Regions from separate parts of the Mus musculus genome. Here region 2 is linked to region 1. A link is a contact called in public Hi-C data. All regions are on one chromosome and are shown on one strand. The core of a region is the stretch at or near the end of the contact, and the rest is flanking DNA. Distances in the headings are between cores, read along the strand shown.

Region 1 (3,220 bases), core at 148-2,647:
GCAAAGTAAAAAAGAGACACTAAAGCCATGTTGAGCAATTCATGTGTAGAGATATGTGCATGTGTACTGGGTGTCTCTCTCTATCACTACCCACCTAAGACTTTGAGAAAGGGCATCTCACCTCTTTTATAGGGCTCAGCTTGGAGAGTTAGCCACTCGTCCCTCAGGCTGTAATAGAGGGGGAAGGTCAGGCCAAGGGTCAAGTTCCTTTTCTAACAGTAAAGTGAAGAACACAACTGCCTCGTGAAACTGAGAATATTGCTGGAGATTGCTGCCCAGGGACTTCAGGCTAAAGCAGGAATTATCTGGCACTGCTAGACTCCAAAAGCATTAGCCTGGCACTGTTGGAGTCCCTGACCAAATGTGCCTGTGAATCTTTAAGAACAAGCTTCAACTTGAAATTTTGAAACAAGGAAAATTATGTGAGTGTCATTTTTTCCCATGTTAAAAGTACAGCAGCAAATGTTCTTTCTGATATTGGGGGTGGGGGTGGGGATGTTTAAAAGGCTTTTTCTTTTAAAAACCTTTCTTTTCAAGGAGTTAAAATTATTGAAGAGCTGGCTGGGCAGATGACTCAAATGGATAATGAGGATCCGAGTTCAGATCCTCAGAACCTATACAAAAGCCAGGCACCACAGCACACATGTATAATCCTAATGTTAGTCAGGCAAAGACAGAGGCAGCCCTGGGGCTTGGACCGCCAATCTAAACAAAAGAAGAAGCCACAGGATCAGCGAGAAGTCTTAAAAAAAAAAAAAAAAAAAGATGAGAAGCAACAGAGGAAGGCACTCACCAGCCATCAAGTTGGGTCGGAACCACATGCATACTTATCTGCATGCACAAATGTACATGCACACACACCATACGTACAAATGTCATGGAAGTAAACTTCCTTCCTATAAAGAATCATTTGGACACAAACCAAGTGCAGAGATGAAATCTCTGCCTTTGGAGACTGATGGTGGGTTCAAATCCCGGCTCTATCACTCTCGAGTCAGCTTCTCCATGTAAATTGACAGTGACGGATACTGTTCTAACTACAGTGTGGTAAGGATTTGAAAAATGAAAACTCACAAAAAAATGAACAATAGAAATATTTATATGCTAAACCGTGTGATGCATGTATCCAGGGCTCTGTAAACATCAGACATCACTTTTCAGTCTAGTTCCCCAAGGAACATACTTGAAAGCCATGGCAGTTGAGTTTAAATAGGTCAAGGATAAAAGAACTGAGAGACTTTTCCAGTTTACACTCACTCCTTGGACTACTGACCATCTTCATTTTAAATAAAAAGGGAAAAGAAGAAGAAGTACACAGTCGCAATACACCTTTATCAAAAGCGTGTCTGTTTATCTTTCTATTGCTCTTTGTAAGGGTTAAGGTTACTTTTTGGCGCCACCAAGTGGCCACACTTAACGGCACAGTGACACTTCCCCAGGTTTTGTTTTAACTGAAAGGATCTAGGAAGCCTTTTTAATAGACCTTTTCATACCCCTGAAAATGAGGGGAAGCACTCTGGGTTGAGCAAAACAGCGAACATTACCAGTGACTCTGTAGAAAACTGGCAAGAAGAAAGCTCTCCGTGAGGAAAAGCAAGGATGCAATGTGTACTTTTTTTTTTCCTGTTGCTTTGCTATGCTTTGCTTTGCCTTTTTTCCCCGTCTTGTGAGTCTTTTGCCTGCTTGTCTTGATTTTTGTTTCTCAGTCACTTGTTTGTTGTTGGTTTGTTCTTGTTTCTTGTGTGGTTTGGAGACAAAGAGAGAACACATTTACATGAAGTTGCATGGATGGTGGAAATTACCTGGGAGTAGTTGGAGGCGGGGAAATATGATCAAAGTACACTATTTGGAACATTTTTTAATTAAAAAATTAGAAACTTAAGGAAAATAGAAATATCAGCGAGGCCTCTGGACAGGAAGTGATCAGGGCCCAGAGCTGCCCTTGCTTCAGTGTGTGCGAAGCCCTTCACTCATTTCTAAGTTTTAAGAAATGTCAGTCAGCATGGTGACATGCTGCTATATCTATAGATCAGTGATGCACTCGACCCACATCGGAGAAGCTTCTGGGAGTAGATGGGAAGCAACACAGAGATCCATAGTAGGACAACGTGCTGACAGGCATCTTCATCAAATCTCTCTGCTCAGGTTCAGGGAGCTCTGGTGGAGAGGAAGAGGAAAGCCAGAGGTGATGGGGAATACCGAGGAGACAATGTCTTCCAACCACCACAGGACTGGTGCACATACGGACTCACGGAGACTGTGAAGCATGCAGCCGGCCTGCACAAGTCCATGCCAGTATGGGTCCCAGGGCTATAGGGGAGAAGTTGACAGAGAAGTCCCACACATAACAGGAAGTCATCTCCAATAGATCCATTTTTCCGATGGAATTTCACTTGGCTTATGAACCACACTCCAGGACAGGCCCCGGAAATGGTTGGCCAACATAAAACAAATTCAATGTGTACTTTTTTTTTTTCCTGTTGCTTTGCTTTGCTTTGCTTTGCCTTTTTTCCCCGTCTTGTGAGTCTTTTGCCTGCTTGTCTTGATTTTTGTTTCTCAGTCACTTGTTTGTTGTTGGTTTGTTCTTGTTTCTTGTGTGGTTTGGAGACAAAGAGAGAACACATTTACATGAAGTTGCATGGATGGTGGAAATTACCTGGGAGTAGTTGGAGGCGGGGAAATATGATCAAAGTACACTATTTGGAACATTTTTTAATTAAAAAATTAGAAACTTAAGGAAAATAGAAATATCAGCGAGGCCTCTGGACAGGAAGTGATCAGGGTCCTTCGGAGACTGGTGGTGGGTTGAAATCCAGAGCGTGCTTTCTGTAAGCAACTCTGTGCCTTTACACCCATACAGTCAGAAAAGCAAAGAAGAGAAACCTTCACCCCGTTTTATGAGCACTGACTGGAGGGCTGGAGCAATCTATTCACCCATCTTCTACTTCCCACTGAAGCCTCTGAAAAGTCATCTATAAAACAATAATCTTCTTAAGGCTTTTGTGTGTGTGTGTGTGTAAATCTCTTTCTACGGTTTGGTTGGCAATATGGTACATTCTGGAGAGGCCACCTTTTCCCTGATCATTTTCCTCCTTCTTCTTCTTTACATCTTTATCCCGTCAACATCAAAAAGGGACTCGTGCTAGCTGCACCATGTACATGGTGCTCTTCTTTATAAAGTCTGAGGTGGAAATTTTGACATCCTGTATTTTAAAATTCT
Region 2 (3,209 bases), core at 131-2,630, 350 kb before region 1:
TGTCCTTCAGGAAAAAAAAAAACACAATTCTGAGAGCAATATCCAAAGGAGAGAAAAATCAATTCCAATGATGGAGTGCTATTTTTAAAGGTATATACCTAGTGGAATTCTCAGTGGAATTGAGATTAAATAATTTTTCAACAGTGAATGCCATGGTTTGTAGGTCAGAAGTGACCAGCTATGCACAGAAGCAGTGTGTGCTGAGCAGGTGTTGTTTTATACCAGTCTGTGGGCCTCCAGTGCCACTGCACCTGTGTGGAAGGACCCAGGGGTTACGTGCAGCAGACGGCACTGCCTCCCATCACGTTGCCTCAGAAGGCTGTGCTTTGTCATTTTCTATATACAAACAGTGTTTAGACAGGGCTGCTGCTTAGAACAACGGTCTCAAAGAACAACAGTTCTTCCCTCAGGTGGGTTCTTTTTCAGAATTGTCATGTAAAACAGGGAAACAGTTTACAGCTTTTTTTTTTTTTTTTTTTTAAGGACTGAGATGACTTGACCATCTTTAGCTGAAACCCTAGTTTGTTTGTTTGTTTGTTTATTTACTTATTTTATCTGTTTATTTATTTTTATTTTTTATTACAACTTCTTCCAAGAGTTACGTGGGGTTTGGTCCAGGGAATATATTTCACTTTGTCCAGATGTCTGAGTCTATTTTTTAAAATTATACTTGATAACCCTGGGATGCCCTCAGTTGTCAGGACTTGCCTAGCATGCTTGTCTAGCGTGTATGAAGCCCAGTGCTCCACCCGCAACATCCACACACTTGTAATCCCAGCACTCTGCAGGTGGAAGGTCAAGGTCACTTTTGCCCTAAATATGGAAGCCATCCTGGGCTCTCAAGTCAACATCTCAAGCCACACTAACATCCACATGCACCAGTTATCCAGGAGACTCCCACCTGGCCTTCTGAGTGAGGACTCTTCTCCCTGTCTTAATCTGACAGGCTAGTACTACACATAGATCTTCATTAGATTAGAATAACAGGTGGCTTTCAATTCCCAGTGTTTATACACTGCTTTGCTATTGGTGTAAAATAGCAGCCATGCAGAACACCACCTATAATTAGTGATTCAATTAACTGTACTCGAATCTGTGTTCTCCTAACCACCATTAAGGTTTAAGATGGGTGTTCATTTCTCAGAAGCCCCAACCCAGATCCTGCCATTGACACTGAAAGCTGGAGACCATAGGAACTTTGCTCTAGGACTGATCAGAGCTGGTGAGCTGGTGTTTCACAACTGTCATATTGAAATTCCCTTCCGCTCCCACAGAAGGGAACACTAACTAACTTCTGCCAGTGGGATCCTGCCTGCCGGGAACTGGAAGGCAGCCCTGGAAATGCTCAACACATCAAGGATGAGGGAGCTTTCTCCTCTTCACTTCTGCTCTGGCAGAGGCTTGGGTAATGGCAGGGGCACCCGCCTCCGCACAGGCTGCTCTGGGAGGTGGGGGGATTCCTCCTCTATCTTCCAATTACCAGCTCTTCTCTATGTGGGAGGACATTTTCTGGCCAAGGATTCTCCTCTGGTCTTCCTGCCTGGCTGATAGCACCCTTGCTAATTTACATTTTTGGCAGCCTGCTTGTGTTTGTTAAGATGTGCAAAGGCTCATGCAAAGCACTGACGTGAAGATTGGCTTCTGAGAGGTCCAAGATGTTGGAAGCTCTCTGTTAGGAATAGAGGTTCCTACAGGAGGAGAAGAGGGGATGGTGCCTAGGCGGCACCTGCCTTTTCACAAAAAAGTCTCAAGGCCCTGGAGTGGTTCAGAGCATCCTAAACTGCTATGATGATAAACTTTCAGAGTTCATGTGATGCACTGTAATTTCCCAGCTGTGGGAATTTAGGAGAAATGATTAAATGATTTGCCCAAGGCCACAGAGCAGGCCAAGGCCAGAATCTTGGTCTATTTTGTGTAAGGTTCATATCTCTAAACACTTTGGAAGTAGTAGATACTTGAGTGTGTGTGTGTGTGTGTGTGTGTGTGTGTATGTGTGTGTTTATACACACACATATGCTACACATCATATATATCATATATATCATTTATATTTGGTATATGTATGATCTATATCATATACATATTATATATTTTGTATATATTATGTATGATATATATATGATATATATGATATATTGACTTTCTGCATATACAATGCAGAAACTCTTTTATGTACAATAAAAGAAATACAGATAAACTATGCAGCTATGCTGGTTGCACTTGTTCTAATTATCTCACCTAGGTTGCGCTGCCCAGAAAAGGGTCACTTGAGAAGCTGCCCCCTTTCCCGAGTGGTTAGAACCCTTAACGGAGATGTCAGCCAGCTAAAGCATGTCAAAATCAATCTGTAATTTCGAAGGCTGTGGAAAAGCGGTTCTGATCGCCTGCCGTGGACAGTCTGTTCCATTATACAGGCTGAAACATTAATAGCAGATTTGCAAAGGCAAACTCAGGAAGAGCAGATCTCACTATGGTTTCTTCAGAGAGAAAGATTACGCAAACAATCAATTTGAATGTAAGAGGCACTAAAAATATGCCATGTCCTGCTTGAGAACCTTCTGTAGTCAAGCAACCTTTTAAAACTTCTTATTAAGCCTGCTATTAGAAAGTGTTTGATTTTTCTAAAAATAAATAAAATGTAAAAAAAAAAAAGTGAAATTTCAACTGATAGCAATTGCTTTTGGTTGGCTGGTTCGATTGCAGAGGTGAAGAGGATAGAATAGGCTATGCCCATCTCCCTGTCTTGATTGCACCCAGGAAGGTAACAACAGCAGATGGAAACCTGATCTAATCAAAGGCAGACATTACATTTAATAGAAGTTTGAAGCACTGAGACAGTAGCGTTTTGACTTAAGACAATCATGGCATGACAGTGGTTCAAAAGAAGACAGAAACAGACATCCACCTTGTCAGGAAGACGTTAATGGCTAAGGCTTGGCACTTGAAAATTCCACCTTTCTGTCTGGAGCAAATACGAAGATAATGAGAAAGGACATTTGATATTGAAATAATCTTAAAGAAAGGTTCTCTCTCTCTCTCTCTTTTTTTCTCCCTTGCTTAAAAGTAACAACCAAAACTTAAATGTTTTCTTTCTGATTCTTCATTTATTAAACTTGTACTTCCTACTTTTGTGAATATGAGTTAAGTTGTACCCTGCAGGTAGTGGAGTTTCTGAAAAGTTGGTAATTATTCAAGAAATAAGACAATTG

The links. A called contact is a pair of places that touch in the nucleus more often than the background predicts.
Region 2: a contact with region 1 is called in a Hi-C map of the N1E-115 cell line, with 4 times the contacts expected there. The contact joins two enhancer-like sites. A contact is called at or near these places in 2 of 15 datasets of contacts at CTCF or cohesin (both in the NIH/3T3 cell line), 4 of 484 Hi-C or Micro-C datasets (the N1E-115 cell line, cerebral cortex, forebrain and 1 more), 2 of 115 datasets of contacts at active chromatin or transcription factors (embryonic stem cells and regulatory T cells) and 1 of 9 other capture datasets (embryonic stem cells).

What each region holds. Positions count from the first base shown.
Region 1 is chr10:25,679,623-25,682,842 of GRCm38.p6, reverse strand. No RefSeq gene overlaps it. Among named protein-coding and RNA genes, the nearest start is that of Gm36543, 33 kb to the left of the region's middle. Within about 2 kb of position 1,397, at least 7 of the 459 cell types and tissues checked have an H3K27ac peak or open chromatin away from gene starts, as enhancers often do. A contact at or near this core is called in the N1E-115 cell line, where this site is marked.
Region 2 is chr10:26,033,357-26,036,565 of GRCm38.p6, reverse strand. All of the region lies in intron 2 of Tmem200a (transmembrane protein 200A), which reads left to right. Among named protein-coding and RNA genes, the nearest start is that of Gm9767, 43 kb to the left of the region's middle. Within about 2 kb of position 1,380, at least 24 of the 459 cell types and tissues checked have an H3K27ac peak or open chromatin away from gene starts, as enhancers often do. A contact at or near this core is called in the N1E-115 cell line, where this site is marked.